Linked DNA regions of Rattus norvegicus: regions 2 and 3 are each linked to region 1. The links are chromatin contacts, called in public Hi-C maps. All regions are on one chromosome and are shown on one strand. The core of a region is the stretch at or near the end of the contact, and the rest is flanking DNA. Distances in the headings are between cores, read along the strand shown.

Region 1 (4,156 bases), core at 1,543-4,042:
CATTTAAAACCTTGGCCCTTGTCTCTGTGTATTCTTGGGCAACCAGAGTCCCGGTGTGTTTTGTGTGTCTGTCCTCTGACTGGTGTATATGTGTGCATATTTTTTCTGGGTCTGTGTCTGCCTGTTTACATTCTTGATGGTATTTTGTGTACACGCACGGACGTGTTTACCTTTGCGATGTTGTTATTTGTTGAAGTCTGGCTCCTGTTTTCTTTATCAAACCTAAAACATCAAGTTATACCTTGTGAGCCTGGAGGGGTAGCCTTTAACGTGTCTGTCTGGAGGGCCGCTCACGGCACCTGTGCTTTCAATGAGTCTCCAAAGGGCACATCTGGAAACTGTATGCCCAATAAATCATTGTTGGGGGGGTGAGGCATGAGGCTACGAGGGTAGAGTGGATGGCTCGCTGCTACCAGCTTGGGTTGGTTAATGAGCATCATAGTTCAGTCTGCTTGTAACGTGTGCTTGTGTGTTTGTGTTTCGGTATTTCTGTGTTTGTGTGCACGTGTACACATCTCTCCCCTTTTTATCTTTCCAGTACAAGATGACACAGTAAGGCATTCACCAGATGCGGGTTCCTTCATCTTGGCCTTTCCTGACTCCAGAACCATGAGCCAATACATTTAGGCTCGTTATAAATTCACTGTTTATAGTTTTTTTTATTACAGAGCATAAGATAGACCAAGACAAAGGCACAACACAGAAGTCACTTCAGGAACCCCTCCTGGACATATTGGTAGCATCCTCTGAAAACAGAGAGGAGACAGAATCCGAGCAAGTGCCATTTGCTAGCTGGTCCCTGTCCACCTCTACCCGCCATGCATCTGTGACATAAACTGACAACCCTACTCCTGGGCACTTTTCAGGAGAAATGGAGATAGACATCCACAAAAAGCTCCCTGTGTCAATGAGCGGCTCTGCTACTAGAGGCCCAAACTTAAAGGCAAGAGAATTGGGAAGTGAGCTGCACTAGACCCACGATGGCATACTACTCAGGGATGAAAAGGAATGACTTACTGAGAGACGCAGCAATGTGGCCACATCTTTAAACTGTCAGGCTGTGTGGGATGAGGCAAACTGGAACTGAGTAGACTGTGTGGTAGCAGTCATGTGCCATTGCAGATTGGTGGAAACTGACCAGTTGTGATGGCAATGAGACCAAGACTCCTGAGGCAGGACCCCCAACTTGAATAGAATTATCACACTAGAATAGAATTAATTCCTCAGGAGACTTTCCACTTGCTTGATTGAGAGCACCAACTGGGGATCACAGGACTTCAGAATAACCTTCCTCTTCCTCTGCTTCTCTCAGTGCCCTCTGTAGTCCCCAGGGCCCTGCTGTGTCCACTCTGTAGCTGTGGATGATGCTGACTGAATGACCTTGCGTGTACCCTGTTGACTCTGGCTCTCCAGAGGGGACATATTGGCCGGTCCTTTGATCACACTAGCATAACTGAGCACTTATTGACTTAGTCAGAGGCTAGGCGTGGTTTATTTCCCCAACCAAAAGAAGAGCTCAAAAAGTCCTACTAGGTTCTACAAAATCTGAGCCCTGGAAGACACACTTCCTGTGATGCTTAGAGATGGTGATTGGCAGGTCTGTGGGGGAGGGGCTCACAAGTACCTGCTGTAGGGAGGCGAGAGGAAAAGGTTGTGTGTGTGTGTGTGGGGGGGGGGGGACGACAATCTGAACTACATCTAGACACCGAAGTGAAGTTTACCGGTCCTAACTTCTGGAACTTCACTTAAGTCTCTCTAATAAACCAGGTGCTGGGTGTGGCGGCATGCTCCTGTAAGATCCAAGGCTAGCCTGGGCTACATTACTCAAAAGAAAAAAAACGCGAAGTTTGAAACTTGGTCTGTGGGACCTTAAAGTTTGAAGAAAGCTGCAGGCTTGTGTGGTCTCAGAATACGTGGGTGCAGAGATCGGGGTGGGAATGGTTGCAGCAACAGCTGCAGAAGTCAAGCAGAGGTCACACACGCCCAAGGGAAGCCACGTTTGGAGTGCTCGGCCTTCCCATGGGGACAACACCCACCACAGTCACAGTCCCCCTCCTTTTTTGGTGTGTGGTTATGTGGGTGTGCATTTGTCCGCAGAGGCTTCCAGCTGTTTCCTTCTATCTGTACAACTACTGCCAGAATGAACTGCGATCCAAACTTCTGATCCAGTCGATGAACACACACCGGAGCGGGTCCTGGTCACAGCGGTCAGGCTCAGAAGGGAGAGTCTTGATGAAGGGACAGTGATAGTTAGCCTTCTCCTTACCCCTCCAGTCTCTCTGGCAGTGTCTGAATCTAAAAGCCAGGAGTGGCACCTTCTCGAAGGAGCAACTTCTCGGGTTTTCTGCTTTGTAACTAGGAGCATCACCAGAAGCTCGAAGGCACAGTGAATTCAGACCAATTTGGATTAAAGATACCGCCTCCAACCCCCGTCCCACCCCACCCCCTCGTCTGAAAAAGCAAAGAACGCACCCGGGACTTGGTTTCCCCAGTAGTGATGCATTCATCTCCCCCAACTCCCTCCTCAGTGGGCCTGCATCCGAGCCTCTGCTGCGGCACGCCTAGCTCGCCAAGGGTTAACCGGCGTCCCCTCCCCCTCCGCCCCCGCCCGGCTGGGCAAGGCGGGAAGGCGGCGCGCCGGGTGCCAAAGTCGGAACCTGCTCTCGGCAGCTCCCCGCGCTGCCTTGACTCACCGCCAGGCCTGGCGCGGCCGCCGGCTGTGGAATGTGTGAGCGCCATGTGTCACCGCCCCAGACTGTGGGAAAACGCTGCTCCGCTCACCTCCCAGCAGCTGGCCCGCGCCCGCCCGCTCGGGAGCCGGGAAACAGGAGCCGCCCGCCCGGGAGGCCGCCCGGGGCCACTTCCGAGCGCGCGCCGCCTCTCCTCCCACACGCCCGGTCCCTGCCTGCGACCCGGGGCTGCGGCGCCACCCGCAGCGAGCGGCCCAGCACGACCTTCTCCTGCCCCCGCTGGCCCTCTGCATCCTCCTGCTCCACCAGGCCGGCCTTGGACACAGAGAGTCCCTGTTATGAGAGCTCCTGGGCGGTGACCTCTTTCCGGGAAGGGCCAGAGAACGGAGGGCTAGGCAGGGGACCGGCCTCACTGGAATTGTGTGACAGCTCCAGTCTGGACCCTGCCAGCCCTGAGCAAGAGGTTCCACTCTGCCTGACCCTTCCCTCCGGGAGCTAGGCAAGAGCCCTCCACCTCAATGTGGGGTCAGCCTCCCCTCTAGCCATCGGGTGAGAGTCACATGAATCCAGAAGTCTGCCAGGGCCAAGGTCTCCAATGCCTAGCCATGCAGGGAGATGTAGGCAAAGTCACATTCTGGGTGGCAGCCATCCAAGAATGGAGACAGCTCAGTGTGCCTTTGTTCCAAGCCAAGTTCTCCACTCCTAGGCCAAGTGTCTCCTCAGCCAAGGATTCTTGTGGTGTCCTGTCTTCCAGGGCAGTTGGGACGCCAACAGATGGGGCTGGGGGCAAACCTCAAGAATCCAGGGATCCAGTGGCTTCACCTAGCATCAGCCTCCTGCTGCTTTTTTGAGGGGTCGAGGTGTGTGGGGGATCACCCTAGGAGACTAGGGGCCTGGTGGGTGGGTTCTCTGCTGTACCCAGCTCTCCTCCACTTGATCTATTTCTGTTTCTTCACCCTGCTTGTCTTTGACAGTGGGTGCTGACCCACTCACCTCTGTGGGTCTTCCCAGGTTGACCTCATCTAGTTCAACAGCTGCTTCTCCTGAAGTCCCCCATTGCACTTGATTTCTGTCCCTGACTATGGCATCAGTCACAGCCTGCCTAACTAGTCTCTTTCTCTCTCCTGCTTCTCATTCAAAGAAGTGCTACTCTTCTATGTAAACTCCCTGACCCTCCCCATCAACAACACAGAATTCTGCGTGTGACAGCCATTCTGCCGGTTGAGCGCACCCCCTCATGAACGCTTGTCAACACTATTTATCACAGGTTCAGAACCTTGTTGCCCAGACGTGTGACCTCGGTCAGGCTAATCTTTCGGTCTCAAATCTCCCATCTGTAGAACATAAATCTGAGTAGGGTGTGGTTCCACATTCCTATGACCCCTGCACGGAGGAAGCCGAGGCAGGAGAATCACAAGTTCGAGGCCAGCCTCTGTTTTCTATTAGTATCTAGTGAGGAAGAGAGG
Region 2 (4,226 bases), core at 1,234-3,733, 200 kb before region 1:
GAGCTGGCTCGAACTACTTGAGGCCCTCAGACTTCACCTCCTGAGACCATCTGAGGCAAGCAACTTGCCAAGTGTGTGCTGAGTGGCCCAGTGAGGAATCAATGAGTTCCAGACTCATCTACGGTTTGTCCTTAGTGGTCCAGGACACCTGCTGGGGCAGCTACCAGAAACTAGTAGGCCTCTTCCTTTTCGGGTTCTCGTATAATACCTGTCAAGAGCCCAAGTCTCTGCTCAGAAGCTCACACCAACCCTTATTTTCGTTCCCCCCCACCATAGGTTAATAAGACTACATTCAATTCTTTGACACCAAGAAACCGTGGCCCTCGTGGGAGAGCTATGCTTCAGGTGCATCCAGATACAGCTCAGGCTCTTAGGCTTTAAGCAACCAGGAAGGTTAGCACATCTGGGAAACTGAGGCTGGGATTAGGAGAAATGAGATGTGCCTACAGGTACATGGCATACCACCTAGGATTAGAGTGCTGCATACCCATCCATCCATCATCCATCCGTCCATCTATCCAACTATCTATCTATCTATCTATCTATCTATCCATCCATCCATCTATATCTATCTATCTATCTATCTATCTATCTATCTATCTAATCATCTATCTATCTATCTATCTATCTATCTGTCTATCTATCTATCTAGTCATCTATCTATCTAGTCATCTATCTATCTATCTAGTCATCTATCTATCTATCTAGTCATCTATCTATCTAGTCATCTATCTATCTATCTATCTATCTATCTATCTATCTATCTATCTATCGACAGAGTTTCTTTGTGGAGCTCTGGCTGTCCTGGAAATCATTGTAGACCAGGCTAGCCTCAAACTCAGATATCCACCTGCCTCTGCCTCTGCCTCTGCCTCTGCCTCTGCCTCTGCCTCTGCCTCTGCCTCTGCCTCTGCCTCTGCCTCTGCCTCTGCCTCTGCCTCTGCCTCTGCCTCTGCCTCTGCCTCTGCCTCTGCCTCTGCCTCTGCCTCTGCCTCCCATGTGCCTCCAGAGTGCTGGGATTAAAGGCACAAGTCACCACAACCTGGCTGATCTTGGCATCTTTTGAGGCCACACCAAAAGTTTCTTCCTTGCCCTCAGACAGCTCAGCCAGGTAGGGGAGATAGGACTCACTTGGGATCAGCTACCAGAGGCTTGTACTTTGTGCGTTTCTGGGCACAGGTGTGGCTCTGAGTCTCCACCGTGTCTCTCCTCCCCTCCAGAGCAGGGAACTGAGTGTTTGTGGCTCTCTGGCACCAGAAGCAGGGTGTGCCCACTCAGCCTGGAGGAGGGAGCTGAGGTAGCCAGTGCCTGCTCCACCACTCTCAGTGCCCGGAAGCCTGAGGGCACAAGGACTGGCTGCCTTCCCAGAAAACACAGCTCACTGCCTGCCTGTTCTGTCCTTGAGCTCAGGCCCAGTGTGGTCCCGTGACAGGATCCCAGCTGGGGATGGTGGGCAGCGGACATTCCTCCTCCTGTGGCTTCCAAGAACCTCCCAGCTAGGGTCTCCAGACCAGACCTCCAGGACTGGTCCCCAAGGCAGCATGTGGCTTCATTCTGTTTCTGAACAAGGGTCACCTCCCCTCCTTGTTGAGTGACTTACTCCAAAATGCCTTCTCTCTACCATGGGCAGTGGTGAGGACAGGGGCTTGGAGGCTCTCCAAGGGACAGCCTGCAGACTTCTGTGGTTTCTACTGACAGGGCTGGAGACACACCCTACTCCCTGTAGCCTGTGAATCAGGCTGAGCCCTTGGTATATGGTAGAGTTATCCAGAGGCAACTTTTGGAACTCACTCTGCCCACAGTAAGCTGAAAGCCCCTCTCTCCTGCTTTGGTGGGGTTAGGTGGGTTGTTGGAAGGGGAGGGGCTGGCTCTGAAGGGTCAGCTGTGATCAGTCAGCCAAAAGGTTTTTAATTAGGACATCCCCAGTGTTTCTAGTGGTTAAGGGCAAAGGGCAAAGAAAGAACCAGGTCCATTCTCAAGATGGTGTGAGGTCTGTATGTGACCAGGTGGAAAAGCATGGGTCATGGGTATGAGACAGGTGGTCAAGTCTTGCTTGTCAATTTTGAGAATAACACACTGATGCAAAGAAAACAGTGGCAGTTGGGGCCTGAGACCGACTCACAGTGTTCTCATCTGTAAAACGGGCCCTAAAAGTGTGCCACACTCAAAAGGCACTGGATATGAATGGGCCTTTGGCACTGTGAGGTGGGGTGAGACCGGCTAGTGTGGCCATCTCTCAGGCCTGGGAAGGAGCCCTTGGTTTTAGCTGCCCACAGGAGGGTAGCAAGCCAGGGTCGCGCATCCTTCCTTCCCCACTAGGAGGAGCACTCGGCACTTGCTGAGATGCGTGTGCGTGGCAGGTCAGGAGGGCGGGAGGAGCGCTGGCTCCCTTCTGCGGACTCCTGCCCTCCCCGCGGAGCTGGACCTGGTGTCTCCAGGGCCTGCTCTCCCTCCCGGGTGCTGGCAGGCTTTCAGAGGCCGGAGGAGGAGGAGGAGGAGGAGGAGGTCTGGCTGCCAGGAAGGGTGGGGCTGCCAGACACTGCAGAGCCACACTGTGACCCAGCCGTCCCGGAAACGCTCCCAACCTCGGCCCTTTGCGCGCACATCCGGCCAGGAGGGGTGTCAGCCAGGCTCAGGGGGACAGAGGGTGCGCGTGGGATGCCTCCGAGGTCAGGCTGCTATCACCCAAATCAGAAAGAACAAGCTTTTCTTTCTTTCTTTCTTTCTTTCTTTCTTTCTTTCTTTCTTTCTTTCTTTCTTTCTTTCTTTCCTTCCTTCCTTCCTTCCTTCCTTCCTTCCTTCCTTCCTTCCTTCTTTCTTTCTTTCTTTCTTTCTTTTTTCTCTCTTTTAAAAACCTTATTCTGGGGTGAGAGGCTTTGTGACAGGTTTGGTGTTACAGAAGCAAGCCCTTAGCGGTCGGTGTGTTACACTCTGGAGGCTTCCCCAAGCTTGTGGGTGTAGTGGATTTATTCATTAATTAATTAAAAGAGAACAGTCATCCTGTGCCAAACTAGTTACCTACACGAGCCCTTTTGTAGCTTGCTGCTTATTTTGTCCATTTTATACATGAGAGTGCAGAGGTGGCAAGGGTCACATGACCAGTCACGTCAGTTTTGGTTGTTGGATCTTGGATACAAACCTCGGATTTATTATTATTATTATTATTATTATTATTATTATTATTATACCTTAGTTGCCCATCTCTGAAACTGCCAGGACCTGGCAGAGCACTCAGTACAGATGTGCCCAGCAGGAGCCCATGGGCACGGCATAAAACAAGTAACAGCTTTAGCAATGGTGGTGCAATGGGACCATGTGAACCTGGAGCTAAGGGTCTAGCTTCCTTCTCTTGATGTGATTTTCCTTTTCCCAGGGACTATGTCAGGGTGAGGCTGTTAGGCATCCCCAGGCTTACCCCTCACTCAGGTGAGGAAGGAGATACTTTGTTGGGGGACTAGAGGACGACTAGAGAGTCGTCCCTTCTGTGTTCCAGATACTCCAAGCCTGGGGGAGGGGATTGAGTGGAAAGACACCTGCTTCCTTCGATGACATCACTGTGGGAGGCCTTCTCACCAAATCCTAATGGAGGAGGTGACGAGGACACAGAAGCTTGGCCTGCCCAGAGCGCTGAGTCACAGGGTCTGGCCCATGTTCTTGAGAAGCACGGACTCTTGTGTCATAGTTTTAGAGGATGCCAGGGCTAGTTCAGCCTTCTGCAGCTAGGTGTGAGAGGGGATGGGGTACAGGTGGGTCTGAGAGGGTATCCTGACTCCCAACATAGCGCCTGACCTACAAGCTACCAGTGTAGCTCCCATTCCCTGTCCGGGCACTGTGTGTGTCTTTTTGTCAAGCCAGATCCGTTCGTTCCTCCCGTCATTTTGACTGTTTCTGGGCTGGGGTTTAACATGTCATGCTGATTTAGAACCAGAAGGAATTCACTCAGAAAACATAACCCATCAGAAACTCCAGTAGACGAAGAACAGTCATGCAGGTGTGGGAAGTGATGGGGACACATGGGGACAGCGGCCCGAGACTCACAAGACAGGAAGCTGCTGTCATTCCAGGCCACAGGGCCAAAGAGAACGTGGCATTGCCAGAAGCCAGAGGGGAAGGGGACCTTGGTGCAGATTTCTTGGCAGGAGTTAGGGTTCTAGGGGTAGTGTGGCCGAACAAAAGGAAAGAGACTGGTCCTCCTCCTCCTCTTCATCCCTGGGTCTCTGGCAGTG
Region 3 (3,830 bases), core at 554-3,053, 200 kb after region 1:
TAATTACTGGACATATCTCGCTTTGCTCGGCCCAGGAGGGGCATGGTTAAAAACTTAAGAGACAGACACACTGCTCTGGATGCCGGCTCCTGAATTAACCACATGACCTTGCTTGGGCATGTTTCCTTACGGATTGCATGGTAACTAACCCTCACCTGTAAAGTAATGTGGGTCAGAACAGTCTCACGGTGTTGCTGTAGGGGTTACAGGAAGGAGCATGTCAAGTGCCAAGTACTGCTTGTCATCCAGCAAGCCCTCTGCAGGTGCTGGCCTTTCTCCTTATTAGTAGTGTCCAGGGAGGAGTACAGCTGATCGAGTGGGTCAGAATCGAGGCACAGCTGCTCAGCCACTAGCTTTGGGTGTAGAACATCCCCTAGATCCCTCGTCTTTAAACTCTGAAGTCAGTTTTGAGGAGGACGGCCATCCTTAAGTCAAAGTTGACTTCTGTTGGAAAATAGCTAACACCAGAAGCAGGGGATGATCCTGGCCACAGACGGATGGCATCTGTACTGCCTGACCCCCAATGCTACATCCTGAGGGTGGGCCCCAGAGTGTGCTGCACCAGCTTGTCTACACAGGAAGCCTGCTGTTTGGCTTGGAGCACTGGGAGGGCAATCAGCACAAGAATTGCAGACTTCAGAGCAAGGCCTAGCTGTGAATCTGTTCTGTAGGAGTCTTGGTGGGTGGTGGCAGGTTATTGTCTCCCCCATGAGAAGGAGGTCTATAGATGTTGGGTGTGTATATGCTCCCGGATGTGGCATTTCATAGGAAATGTCTTTTCGTAGGAAGAAAACCTCAGATCGTTTGGCACCCTAGTTTCTTGGTAACTGAAAGGGGGGCTCTGGGAGAAAGTGGGTGTGATATGGTGTTGGGATGCTGACACCTTAAAGGACCTCCATAAGTGTCTGGGTCTGCGGGCTTTTACTAAGTTTCTGTCATCTGGCCCATGACCAGTCAGTTACCAACCCTGAGTCCTGGAGGGCACAGACTTCCCAATCACCTTTATCTGGAACAATACCTTCCCTGGGGCCAAGTAGATTAAACATTCATGCCCAGCAAAAGTTCATGCTTACCTGCATCCCTGTAATGTGACTGCCCTAATGCCTGGAGCCTTGGCTGCTGTCCTCTGATTTCTTTTATGGGTCCTAGTGAGTCCCCTGGGGTGTTACCTATCTGTGCTTGCAGGTTTTCACTAAAACCTAACCCTCCCTTGTCAGTCATGCCCAGGGACGTTCCCTGAACCAAGCAACCACCACACAGTAAAAATCCACCAAGTCAGGAAGAGTATGTCCCTCTGGGCTGACATTTCCTCTGCTTGGAAACTGGAGACGTTGGACTAGCCCCTACTAGTTCAATCTGTACAAATGAATTATTCCATTCCATCCTCCATCCACTACCGAACATAGTTTCAGCACCTCTCCGTCTGTTAGCAGTGGCACAGGAAAAGTCCCTCACACCTTGGTAAGAAGATGACCCTGCAAAACAGGGCAGGCCCTAAGAGCAAAGGGTCAGCATTATGAGTAGTCAAGATGGGTTTGTGGGAGGGGCCAAGAGGACTTGCTTCTCTGAGCCTGCATACAGGGTGATCTGGAGCAGGCTTTGCAGACTAGTAGGTCGCAAAAGTCGTTTCCTCCTCGTATAGATCCTCCTCCTGTCTCCCCAGCATTACTCAGCGCCCTGAAATGCTTGCCTCCCCGCAGCGGGTGCCGGTCGTCCACCAGAACGCGACACAAAGGTCTCCTTGTGGGTCTGCAGCCCGGGGAAAGGCGGGAGCACCGAGCCTCCGGGTGACTCACGCCCTTGCCATTTCCTTTGTGCGTCCTGCTCCAGCGCGTGGCTGCGGGTGGGAACGCGGCTTAGGCGCGGGCGGAGAGGGCGCCCGGGGAGCCGCCGAGCGCTTTCATGTGGGCAGGGGGTTCCCAGCTCGCGAGGCCGGCCCACGCGCACAGCCTAGCTGGATCAGCTGCGGAGCAACAGGCTCGCAGCCTGGCTTCTTCAGGGCTCAAAGCAAAGCACCCGCCCTTGGGGATGCATGTGGTCCCCAGCAGGCGTTGCTCTGCTGCTGGTCTCCTCCGAGGGCGTGTCCTTGTGGAAAAGTGAAAATTAACCACGGCAGGGAAGGGCTCGCACGGCTTGCCGCGCGATCTGGAGGATCTCAGGTTCCAGCTCCAGAGTCCCATCAGCAGCTGCCAAAAGGCTGTGCAGGGGACATGTCTGCAAGCCACCTGCACCCAGCGACTTGCCAAGGTGACGATGCCTGGGTACCAGCCCAGAGCAGTGAATGCACATCACTAATGAGCGATGGCTTGCCTGGGAGCCGGGAGATAGTCTGCCTCAGCATCTGTTAACAGTGGGTTCCCAAGTGCCCCTCTTTCCTGTGCTTGCCCTGGTTTCAATTCTGCCCATGCGCAGTTTCCTTTGCCACAGAGACATTGAGCAACTTGCAGATCTCCAGGGCTTCTTCACAAGCTGTTCTCAGCAGGGAAAGCCTGTCCCATCCTGCTGAAGGACACCTGGCCTTCAGCTGGGAGCTGCTCCCTAGAGTCTGGCTGAATGCTACTTTTGTGTATTCCTCTGAGAAGGAATATTTACAGTCTTGTGAAGCCTCACCCACCCAGCCCCCTGCTATGACTGTTCCTTTATACCAAGGCAAGAGGTAGACTGACATAGTCAATGTGAGTGTGAGCAAGTGAGAGACCAGCTGAATGAGAGACTTGGGAAAAGACATTTCACTGACTACTTACTAGCCCTGGGTGGTACCAGACAAACCCTACAGGAAGCCCAGGGAACCAGCTCTAACTCTCTTTGCTTGTGCAATGTCCGGGAGGTGCAGCAGTAGGTGCACTTGTGAGGCGCATGCTCTCAGTGAGGAAGGACCCACCAAGACAAAGATACCACAGTCGGTATCAAGATCTAGGGCCAAAGCCAGCTTGTGGATCTATCTAGAGTCTAGAAGAATACGGAAACAAAACCAAGCACGGACATAACAATGTTCTCTCTGTCTCTCCCTTGGACCAGCTTGTCTCTGATAAGACATAATGGGTGCAGAGAACCACACCCCTCCCCACTCCGTTGCCACCAGTGTTTAAGGTTTGCAGAGCCTTCCCAAGTGTGCTCACTGGGGATGATTGTGTGGGTGCGGAACTCATCTGCCCTGATCTTAAGATGAGCATAGTGGTGCATGCCTTTAGTCCCAGCACTCAGAAGGCAGAGGCAGGAGGATCTATGAGTTGGAGGTTAGCCTGGTCAGCAGACCAAGCTCCAGGACTACATATCAAAACCCTGTCTCGAAAAACAAAAGCAAAACCAACCAACTAACCGAAAGCGGAGAACATAGGTTTTTTTTCCCACAATTCAACGAGTCTTTGAGATTCCGGCGAATATTAAGCATTACGAAGCTGAATGACACATGGTTCTTGCTGCCAGGAGCACCCAGGCTTGACCAAGAAAGAGCCCTCCAGGTGGTGACCAACATGATAGAAACATCATGCAAGCTGGGGCCCAGATGAAGGTGAAGTCTATTCTTCATGAGGTCAGAGAAGTCCACAAGGAAGGCTGGAGAGGAAACCTTGAGGGGTAGATAGATAGGAGTCCTCTGAAGTCAGAGGGAACATGGGGAGAGCTCTGTGAGACAGGTGCTATGACAAGGGAAGTGTGATACCATATGACTGCTGTCTCTGGCTATATAATATGGCTGCTGCCTTTGGCTATATGGTATGGCTGCTGCCTTGGGCTATATGATATTAATCCTTTTGACTTTTGAGTCGACAGAGATAATCAGAGCAAACATGGGTTATAAACTTGAAATTCCTGGAGGATCCTTTAAGGCA

What was found. A called contact is a pair of places that touch in the nucleus more often than the background predicts.
Region 2: a Hi-C map of liver shows a contact between it and region 1, with 2.3 times the contacts expected there. The contact joins two enhancer-like sites. A contact is called at or near these places in 5 of 12 Hi-C or Micro-C datasets (hepatocytes, kidney, liver and 1 more).
Region 3: a Hi-C map of frontal cortex shows a contact between it and region 1, with 2.7 times the contacts expected there. The contact joins two enhancer-like sites. A contact is called at or near these places in 2 of 12 Hi-C or Micro-C datasets (frontal cortex and mammary epithelial cells).

What each region holds. Positions count from the first base shown.
Region 1 is chr11:84,264,724-84,268,879 of GRCr8, forward strand. No RefSeq gene overlaps it. Among named protein-coding and RNA genes, the nearest start is that of Hes1, 54 kb to the left of the region's middle. Within about 2 kb of position 2,793, at least 71 of the 93 cell types and tissues checked have an H3K27ac peak or open chromatin away from gene starts, as enhancers often do. A contact at or near this core is called in hepatocytes, kidney and liver, where this site is marked.
Region 2 is chr11:84,065,653-84,069,878 of GRCr8, forward strand. The region is part of intron 1 of LOC134481015 (a long non-coding RNA gene); the gene reads left to right. Among named protein-coding and RNA genes, the nearest start is that of Cpn2, 77 kb to the left of the region's middle. Within about 2 kb of position 2,484, at least 76 of the 93 cell types and tissues checked have an H3K27ac peak or open chromatin away from gene starts, as enhancers often do. A contact at or near this core is called in hepatocytes, kidney and liver, where this site is marked.
Region 3 is chr11:84,467,813-84,471,642 of GRCr8, forward strand. No RefSeq gene overlaps it. Among named protein-coding and RNA genes, the nearest start is that of Opa1, 220 kb to the right of the region's middle. Within about 2 kb of position 1,804, at least 35 of the 93 cell types and tissues checked have an H3K27ac peak or open chromatin away from gene starts, as enhancers often do.